Linked DNA regions of Hordeum vulgare: region 2 is linked to region 1. The links are chromatin contacts, called in public Hi-C maps. All regions are on one chromosome and are shown on one strand. Each heading gives the region's core, a stretch centred on a gene start, on an enhancer-like site or on the middle of the called end of the contact. The rest is flanking DNA. Distances are from core to core; before and after follow the strand shown.

Region 1 (5,119 bases), core at 793-3,292:
AATTCGTCAATTAAAAAAGCCTAAGCATGACAGCTATTGCAAATCCATGACATTTAATATCATCGTACCAATCATATTCAACAGCAGTGCCACTTTCAAGATGAACAACTCCACCAGTGCATGATACTCCAGGCTCTCTTCTTAAGTGATCAGAAGGGCGAAGAAGCTTTACACTATCCTTCACAAATTGAACACTGGTGTTCTTCAGTAACTCTGTAAAATAGGGAGCTATTTCCCAGACATCCACCTCTGGCATCCAAATTAAAGTCCAACAGTCAGAACATGAAGTAATGTGAAAAGACCCCATATATAACATTACCAGCAAAAGCATTTTTACACTTGAAATTGCAGTACCTCCTGATAAGAGCTCATACAGCATGGGCTTAAATACAAATCTGTCAGATTGATCAACCAGCATTACCTGAAACATTTTTCCCCTTCTTAGTAAAATGTTACATCATTTCTTTAGCAAACACACATGAGTGCATTGCAGGACATGCGGACTGAGAAAAAGTGCAAAACTACAAATACCACCAACCCATGCTACTTCGATGTAAAAATGGATAGCACCCACCCGGCAAATATATAGGTTTCTAGCACAAGGAGCATCATCATTTTACCTGAGGCTTGTTATTACCAGGCCATACAAGAGATTCTAGTCTCAGAGCAGTATACAGCCCACCAAATCCACCACCCAAAATGCATACTCGTGGCCGCTGAAAACAAGAGACCACATTTAGTAAATGGAACATAAGGCTTATAGCAGAAGCATACCGAACTTTCTGCTGAACAATAAATACTCACAATTTACCCTACATACAGACAAAATGCATGGAAGGACATGAACTCCAGAAGCAAAAACGTAAGGACACCCTGGTCTAGAAAAAAAGTAAGGACAACAATTCCTCAAAAAAAATCCCTGCATATGAATAATGTTTTACCGTCAAGCAGTTAAACTCGAGTGTTGTAATATAACAAATACTGTGTTACTCTGAACATAAGATATATTTGGGTATCTCTAAATGAAGTGTACCAACTACCAAACCAAAGTGTGTTCAACGGGACAAAGTTAGCACAAAATTGCAAACCCCACATACACAAGTCAATGCTAAAACAGCTAAACAATGCTTTGTCAAGGAGTAGAGGACTTTAGACGTAAAATAAGCATTGATAGTGTTACCAATTTGCTAATCAAACAGAAAAAAAGTCATCGGATAACAATGGATTTAAGGATGTGGGTAATCCAAATCCAGTCTACCTGCTTGTCTGGCCAGGGGTACAGCGGCATCGGTGCTTCATCAATTGATTGAGGACGAGAAAACCCGCCATCCCCAGAGCCACCTGAAGCCGTGCATCTGAACAGTCCAGACGGCAGCCCAAACATTGCCGGGACATCACCGATTCTCCACGAGTTTTTGAGGATTGGATTCTTCCACGAATTCATGCCCCCTGTCAGGATCCAGGTGAGCAGTCGGTTAGCCCGAGAACAAAATGTCACCTAATGAATCCACCACTTCTCAAATCACCCCATTCCCCAAAGCTGGAAAGCTCACAAACTCGGTCACAAAAGCACACAAGCCGGGGCCTCGAGTATGCCCACAATACTCCACATGGAGCTTAAATCAGAGAACCCCGAGGTCGCTGGAAGAGAGCTGGGGGGGAGCTTGCGGCCTCACCGAACGGGCCGCGGAGGCGCGCCGAGGCGGGGAAGGGCCGGCCGCGGGGGGGCGACGGGCGGCCCCATGGAGCCGCGCGGCAGCTCATCGGCGGCGAGGAGGAGGGGTGGGGCCAGGCCAGACGTGGCGCGTGTGCGGTCGTAGCTCCCGGCGATGTGAGGTGAGGGGGGAGGCGCAGAAGAGGGAAGCAAGGAGGGTGAGACACGGGAGCCGGCGGCAGCAGCACAACCACGTAACGCTGCGGCTCCTCCGCCGGCCGCGTCGTCGCGGAGCCTCCGAGCTCGCTGGCTGCACACCCAGCCACCCGCTGACGATCAGGCTTCAATGTGAATGTTTGATTGGGGAGGCCCATATCGCCCAAGATGGGCCTTTATTTGTTATTACTCGAACAAAAAAAAAAAGAGTGTGAAGTTTTGGAGAAATCAAGTGGTGTAATGCTATATACATGTGCAAACCAAGTTCAAGCATATATATATCCAAGGCGGCAACGCTGGAAGCTTTTGCTATTCGTGAAGGACAAGCTCTGACAGAGGACGTGTATGTCGATGAGATCCACGTTGCCTCTGATTGCAAAATGGTGGTCAACCACCTGGAGAGGTGCTCGGCGACGGAGTGTCGAGCTATCTCACATGAAATAATAGATCGATCTCGTTTGTTCGTCTTTTTATAACATAGTTCATGAGTTTAGGAGCTCGAACTTCAAGGCTGACAATCTTGCTAAACATGTTTTAACACTCGGTTTTGGACGCCATGTCCAACCAAAGGAGTCGATCTTTTTGCCTGTAAACATTCTTGATCACTAATAAAGCTTGGCAAGGTTGTTTAAAAAAAAATACAAACCAATATGTGATTGGATGATTAGAGGGACAGTGGTATCCCAACCCATCAGGGTTCAAAATAATACTATATATGTATGTTGCAAGAAAGTTCTTTTTTTTTGCACCACGTCTAGATGTTCTTTACGTATCTGAAAAAAAAGGGTGATGCGTCCAGATGTTCTTTACGTATTTGTAAAAAATGTTAAATAATATAAAGATTTGTTGGGTTCACAAAAACAACAAAATTATGTACACCAAAAGTAAAGAAACTAAAACAGTAAGATGGCGAGACAAGGAGAATGGACGTTTGCCTCCCCATGGAGGCCTTTAAATTTGAAATTCAAATTTCATAAAAATTTATATTTTTACATTTCAAAAAAAATTCTGAAAAGAAATACAGAGATATGTGAGGACGTAACACACATGTGCGTAAATTTTCAGGGCAAAATACGTTGAAATAAGAGCTGTGCAAAAAAGACAAATCTGAAAGTTCTTAACACATGATACTATTCATCTTCTAGGGTCATGAATTTGTCTTTTTTGTACAGATCGCATTTCAACGTTTTTTATCCTGAAATTTTACACACATATACATGACATCCTTCTTTACTTGCATGATGTTTTTCAGATTGTTTTAAAACCAGAAAGTTTGAGTTTGAATTTTGAATTATTTTCAAAAAAAGACCTCTATGGAGCTTGGGAGCCAAAAGCAATTTCCGCGAGACAAGCTGCTAGCTATAGAGATGCGAAAATAGTAATGTAGGACATCCTGTCTACCTCATGTAGCTGAGCATGCAGCTTACAACGGCAAAACAAGTTGGTTCCGAAATTGTGGACGATACACTAATGACTCCGATGATAGAAATAGTCATGTCAACGATGAACCATTCATCACACCGGCCGTAATCCAGGATATATAAGTCACAACTCACAAGGCTTTCTCTAGCATACAAGTTTTGGATTATCGTCCTCGTAATCGTCAGCAATGCGATCATCGCCGTCCTCCTCGGTCATGGATTATATTGCGCTCATCCCATAGCCGGCAGGAGCAGGTCGCCTTCTTGTCCTTCCATTCTTTCCCACAGGTGTAGCAGAACTCATAGCCGCACCTGCCAGAAGCAAAGAACAGGATGCAGCAAAGGTTAACAGGAAACAAGTCTTGAGGCTCCAGAATGGGCATTAGCGCACAGAAGACATTCCATAGAGTAAGGAACAGCCTGACATGAAAAATCACTGAGCATAGTAAAGATGGTTCTGAGAATGGCATGGCCAGAGGTAAATACTTACACGCAAGTTATGTGGTAGCAACCCTCTGCGAGTTCAATCATGTGGTTGCATTTGACACACTTGCGCCACGACCGCTGCTGCGCAAGGTTCCGCAGCTTGGCATCTTCTGAACGAACGTGAGGGTGCCTTCTCTTGTAGTCACAGCAACTCATCCCAGCATGCCATGGGACCTTACAGCTAATGCAGAACAAACCCTTGCATTTGATACACTTTCTCAAAGTCAGACCTCCAGCAGCAGTGTACATTAAGCCCCATGAGCTTATCGCTTCACGCGGAGACAATAAGGCTGAGCACTTGGAGTACGGGCAATAGATCCTCTCAGTAGGAGGGATTTGTCCTTCCCTGATACGTTGCACCATGATCTCTAATAGCTGTGGCGACAGGAATATCTTTGAACCCTTCACAGTTAGTTTGGTAGTGCAACCATCTTGTGGGCAAGCTGGGAGCAATCCATCACGTAGCTTAACTTTCATATGCTCTTTCATGCAGGAGAAGCAAAACCGATGTGCACAACCTTCAACCGCGTGGATCTTAGAAACATCAGTGTCTTCCAAACAGATGCCGCAGGTCTCTCTCTTCTTGGTACCTACTAAATCTGTTGCTAATTTTGTTGCATAACCGACTTGGCCTCGAGGAATAAGTGAGAGTTCACAGTGCTCGAATTTCCTCATCAGTGAAAGAGCCTCATTTACCATATCTTCAATCTTATTCTTTGTGGGACGCCAAGTTCCAAGCATCTGGACGAATATGACAAGGTGATAAGATCAGTGCAGTTCTAGTGAATTCAATCACGTGACCATTAAATATATCTATTATACGCAATAAAAATAATAATTGTTTAGATTACTAAGACATCAGTAATAGAAAAAAGAACAACTCAAACTAATCTTCTACAACAATGGAATCAGACACCTTATATATGTCCTGTTGGAGCTTGTGTTCAGCAAACCTGACGACGGGAAATACAAAGAGTAATGTAGTGTACTATAAAGAGACATGATGCACAGAGATGAAAAGATGGAGGACGAAGGGTCCATGTAAAGCAGACACAAGTCCTCGCATAGGTGATGTAAATTGTATTAGGTGCGCAAGGGCCTCGCCACGGCAACCCTCCTCACAGCATGGATGCTTTGGAAGCACCGCAACTCCTGTGTGTTCGACGGCGAACGGCCCTCCACTGCCATGCTTTCGGCAAAGATCAGAGAGGAAGCCTCCCTTTGGGTTCGGGCTGGGGCCACCGGCCTTGGGACGATTGTGCCGCTTACCTGGGATGTTCACTAGTCTTGTGCAGGCCTTTCTTTCCTTTTCCTTTTTTCTTTTGAGCCCCTGTAGCCTCCT
Region 2 (5,490 bases), core at 727-3,226, 320 kb after region 1:
GCCCGGGTCGATGCGCAGGTCCGAGGCGCGCACGGTGTCCCACCTGGCCGCCACGCCGTGGAACCTGAACGGCACTCCCAGCTCGCGGGCGCAGCTGCTGAGCCGCCGGCCTGTCTCGTCGATCTGCCCGGCCGGCCGGAACCCAGGCTGCGGGAGGTCGATGCCCGTGATCCTCACCTCCGGCGGCCCGCCGTCCCTCTGCGCCAGACACCGCATCAGGCCCGGCCACTGGAACCCGTACTGCACCCCGAAGTCCACGATGTGCAGGCGGCGCTTCCCCGCCACGGCGTTCAGGATGGTCTTGTTGGCGAACCCGAAGTTCACCTTCTTGAAGCAGCAGGCCGCCATGAACAGCTTGTAGGCCTTGAGGAACTCCACCACTGAGGTCCGCTTGGCCACCAGCGACTGGTAGATCTGGCTCCCCGTGCCCGCGAGCCGCGCCTCCAGCCCCTCGGCGAAGCAGTGCGCCAGCCTCTGCGTGGCGTCTCCCGTCGGCCCGGAGTGCTGCTTGATCTGCTTGAGCAGCTCCGTCGCGCCCCGGCGGTCGCCCGCGGCCACGGCCTGCGCGCAGTGGATGAGCATGGTGCGCAGGTCGACCGCCTCGCTGGCGCCCCGCTTCGCGCGCGCCGCCTTCCCGTTGTTCTTCTTGGCCTCGCTGTCCATGGCGACGCGCAGCTCCTGTATCCCCTGCATGCACATCTCGTACTCCTCCAGCATTATTTCGTCCAACATCTCGCGCGCGCCAGTTTCCTCGTTGTCCGGCATCATCAGCTTGCTGCTCCTGGCGGTCTCCGCCTCCGGGTCGTCCTCGTCGTACCTGTACCTGCGGCCCCGGCCATTGCCGGGCGTCAGAGCCCCATTCGCCCCCTCCTCCTTCTTGGCGGTGAACCCGCGCTCCTTGCGGGGGAAGGCCTCGAGGAGGGTGTTGTTGGTCGGCAAGAACTTGTTGGCCTCCTCCATGCCCTTGAGGAAGGCCATGTTGAGCATTTCCATGTCGCCGCCGTTACTGAAGAAGGCGGAGAGCAGCCCGTCCTGACCACCGTCGCCAGCGGAAAACATCGCCGGCTTCGGCTTGGCCTCCTTCTCCCCCGCCGGGCCATTCAAGATCGCCGAATTCTGAGTGCCCGGGCTGCCGCCGTTCGCGCTGGCCCCATCGGCCGCGCCATTGAATTGCGCCGGACTCTGCTGGAACCCCGCAGCTGGGGGGTCAGAGAGGAACGAGTTCCTGGCATCCTCATCGGCAGGGGAATCGGGGACGAGGCCGCCAAACACCATGTCGTCGAGGTAAGGCGGGGAGCGGAGGAGCTGGGAGAGCTCGAGCGGGTCGTAGGGCCAGGAGTAGTTGGTGTCCTCGGAGGAGGACGTCGTTGCGGCGTTGATGCTGCTGATGGTGTTGCCGTCGGAGGAGGCGGTGCCGTTAGGCGAGCCGGAGGAGGCGGTGGTGATGTCGGAGATGATCTGCTCGTAGGGGCGCTGGGCGTCGAGGATGGCGGGCTGGTCGGGGTACTGGTAGAAGAACTTGTCGTCGATGTCCTCCTCCATGAGCATGCGCGAGATGAAGTCGAGGTCGACGTCTGCGGCGGGGGGCGGCGTGGGCGGCAGGTCGAGGAAGAGGGACGGCGAGAGCGGCTCGAACTCCTCCGGCGTGGCGTCCATGGCTGGTAAGTGGTAACCTCGAGGCGAAGCGTGCGGAGTGCGACGAGTGTGGAGCTATGGATTGACTAGCTGCAGGGATGGAGACATGGGTGCAGTCACTAATGGTGTTGGGGGGATGGACTGGGGTTGGGGGTATTAAAATGGCAGCTCTGGGATTGAAAGTCCAACCGGAGCGAAGGTTCGAGGAAGGAAGGACGCGGCCCTGCACGGAGACTAGAATGCGACTCTGGCCGAGGCGACGGAGGGAGGCTAAATTTCGTGTTTTGATTTTTGTGCTCAAGTAAATCAAAATCTGAACCTTCGTTTATAAAAGAATAAGAATCTAAATTTTTTCTATCGCCAGGTCTCATGATGACACGTATAACAACCTACCGTTAAGGATTCTGACGATAGGGTTACACGTCTTATCGTAAAAAAAATTAAGTTTGCGCAAACGCACTCAACCGTCACGGACCTTGGCGGTAGGGTTACATATGCTACCGCGCAACACCTGTGACGGTAGGGGTGCAGTGCACTGACGTGGCCACTTTTCCTATCGTCACGGACCTTGGCGGTAGGTCGTTATACCCTATCGTCATGGGTCCTCGCGGTAAGAAAATGATGAGATTCCGAAACTTTTGCAAACGAGGGTCAGATCTCGATTTACTTCACTAAAAGGGTAAAAAACCGAAATTTTGCCATGAAGGTAGGAGACGACATGCAATCTGACGCTCACAAGTTGGCCTCCAGATCACTCTCGTCTCTTCCACGGAATGACAAACATGATGAGACCATGAACTGAGGACATCTTCAACACTATACATCAAAACATTGATAGACGTGGTTTAAACATTTTATGATTGTGCATAATAAGTTCATGAACCGGTCTAGATGCTCAAATTTCGTAAAATCAAAAACAAACTTGTGGAAGCATTGGGGGGGAGTCTCGATGCGTGCACGACACATCCAACCCATCCAACCCCCTACCGGGGCCCTTTCCCCCACTATGTTCCTCCCCTTGCTCTCTATCCGTACCAATCAAAAATGTCGTCGCCGCTTATACATCACTTCAGTCACCGTCCAATTCTTGTCGTACCATCCTTGCTTCACCAAGTCGCCCGTCGTATGGAGATCGTAAGTTTTACTTGTTGTTGCTCTAGGTGTTGATCAATACTTTGATTCACCCAATGTTGTAGCTTGATTATCACGTCATTGTATGGCCCGAAAACGTTGTTGTGATGTACCAAAGGACGGAGGGCAAAGCCTTCGCATTGGCACACTGTGTGATGAAGCTCAAGGACCAGCCCATTTGGGTGAACAACATGCATGATGAAGAAGGTCAAGCTTGAGAAGAGAAAACTTGAGATAAATGTCGCTTCGAAGGAATATGGTTGAATTTGGGATTGATGAATTTTAAAAACTTGTTGAAAATTCTGCTTTTTATTAGGATTTAAATGTATGATTTAATTGTTATTGATCGAGATTCAAAGTGAGGCTACACGACTAATATTTGGTTTACTTTTTTTCCTGAAAGGGAGAGTCATTTGATGCAAGAGATTAGATGGCCGCCTATATGTGAGACTGAGACGTTCGTGGATACATCACGATGTGTTCATAAATGTGACACATCCGGATGTGTCCATAAATGTCTTGTATATCAGTTTCGATGCACGGGGTTGGAGATACATTCACATGGTAATCTCTTTTTGGCATTTCATACGTTATCCGGGAACCTAAGAACATCTACAGTAGGATCCCTCGAACTTTTCTCAAACGCTCGGCTAGGTCGTCTGATCACTGACCGGTTACAAAAAAAGCGATTCAGATAGACTCCTCAAACCGGCCTCAAACGCCTGGGCTGACCGGCATACCTTATTTCCAGCCCAAATATGGGGGAGCCCGAGCACGCCCGCCACGTCAGCCTGACGGCGTGTCCCCATGCGGAATCTCCCGAAATCCCGAGGGTCCGACGGGTGCCTCGACCGACGCCGCGGTGTGAACGCCACGTGGCACTGCTCCGGCTCACCACCCTTATCCATAGCCAGCTATTTAAGCCGATCGACATCCCCCAACCATAGCACATCCACCTTCTCCGTTTCGTCGTGCAACCCGAGCCCGTCAGCCATGCCCCACGCCGTCGGTGCTACACAATCCAGCACCGTCTCTGGCTCCTTGAGCAGGTCCTGATCCAGAGCGAGGCATGGCTACCTCTGGATCCGGAGGAAGGCATGGCTACCTCTGGATCAGAAGGAGGATTTCGAGGAGGTGAAGGACGGAGAAGAGTAGGAGCTGGGGTGGAAGAGGAGGAGGAGTAGGAGCCGACGAAGGACGTGTCGCCACTATCTGTGGGGAAGGACCTGCAAGAGCCGACGAAGGAGGCGCCGCTGCTAGCTGTGGGAAAGGAGGAGAAGGAGCCGATGGAGGAGTCGCCTCCGCTGGATGTGGGGGAGGAGGAGGCGCCGGCAGTCGTGGATCTGTGACCCGAGCAGCTGGTCATCCGGAACTCCATCCGCTCGGAGGCAGCTGCGGAGGTCAGACGACCTCATCGGCAACACATGGAGGCGGCGTAGGCAGCTTAGGCCATTTTTCACGACGACGATGAGTAATATAGTACTACGTAGTACATATTCGTTTCATTTTGCATGCTTTTCTATGGAAGTACGAGATGAAATATGAAAGACTTGTGTAGGATCGAAAGTATGTCTACACGGGGTGATTAGACTACTTGACAAGATAAAAATTTAGCCTTTTCCCAATTTTAGTTGAGAGACAACTTTGGCACTTAAGGCAAGTCAAGTACACCCTACACATGCAGTTCTAAGAGTGTAGCAGCGGAAAGTAAAACATGCAAGTGTAAAGTAAAGGAGTAAGGTAGGGAGATCAAACGCATGAGGTTGACATGGCGATTTTTGGCATGGTTCCGATAGGTGCCGCTATCGTACGTCCATGTTAGTGGAGACTTCAACCCACGGAGGGTAACGACTACGAGAGTCCACGGAAGGCTCCATCCGTAAAGGGTCCACGAAGAATCGTCCTTGTCTATTCCACTACGGCTCCCGCCCACGAAGGACTAGCCTTACTCACAGTAGATCTTCACGAAGTAGGTGATCTCCTTGCCCTTACAAATATCTCGGTTCAAGTCCACAACATGAAGTAGGAGGCTCCCAAGCGACACCTAACCAATCTAGGAGGCACCACCCTCCAAAAGGTAATATATGTGGTAGAACGATGAACTCCTTGATCCCGTGCTTCTAAAGATAGTCTCCTCAACACAAAATCACTCTCTCACAGAATATGCATGGGTAGGAGAGATTGATTTGGTGGAAAGCAACTTGGGGAGGCTAGAGATCAAGTTTCAAATGATTTGAATGGAATATCTTGGTCTCAACACATGAGTAGGCGGCTCTCTCTCAGAAAAAATGGATCTGACAATGAAGTGTGTGTTCTGAGTGCTTCTCTCACGAATGAGAGGTGGGTGAAGGGGTATATATAGGCACCACACAAAATCCAACCGTTACACCTAAAGTGGCAAACTCAGTGACACCGAAGTCATAAACTCGGTGGTACCGACTTGTACTAAAGGCAACAACTTTTGAATCTTGGTGAGACCGATACACAAGTCGGTGGCACCGAAAACGTGACTAACGGACAGATGAGCAAACTCGGTGACACCGATACTCAAAATCGGAAATTCCAATTTTGTGTACCAAGGTAACCGAAAGTTGGTCACCGAAACTCGGTAGCACCGATATGGTTTCGGCCGCACCAATTTGGTGGAAATGGCTAGTATTGTGTCTCAGGTTAAACTCGGTGGGGCCAAAATGGAAAACTTGGTGGCACCAATTTTGAGTATGT

Evidence for each region. Hi-C and Micro-C count contacts between places; a contact is called where the count stands out from the background.
Region 2: a contact with region 1 is called in a Hi-C map of leaf, with 4 times the contacts expected there. The contact joins the promoter of LOC123409096 here to the promoter of LOC123407346 in region 1.

Annotation. Positions count from the first base shown.
Region 1 is chr7H:78,829,944-78,835,062 of MorexV3_pseudomolecules_assembly, forward strand. LOC123407346 (alternative NAD(P)H-ubiquinone oxidoreductase C1, chloroplastic/mitochondrial) reads right to left here and starts at 2,043. Exons shown (of 11, transcript XM_045100460.1): 1 at 1,677-2,043; 2 at 1,259-1,449; 3 at 621-716; 4 at 355-421; 5 at 69-249. The coding sequence starts at 2,028. It overlaps LOC123410985 (E3 ubiquitin-protein ligase arih1-like), which reads right to left. Exons shown (of 3, transcript XM_045103905.1): 2 at 3,782-4,518; 3 at 3,250-3,603. The coding sequence ends at 3,486.
Region 2 is chr7H:79,149,854-79,155,343 of MorexV3_pseudomolecules_assembly, forward strand. It overlaps LOC123409096 (scarecrow-like protein 34), which reads right to left and starts at 1,977. Exons shown (of 1, transcript XM_045102080.1): 1 at 1-1,977. The coding sequence starts at 1,656.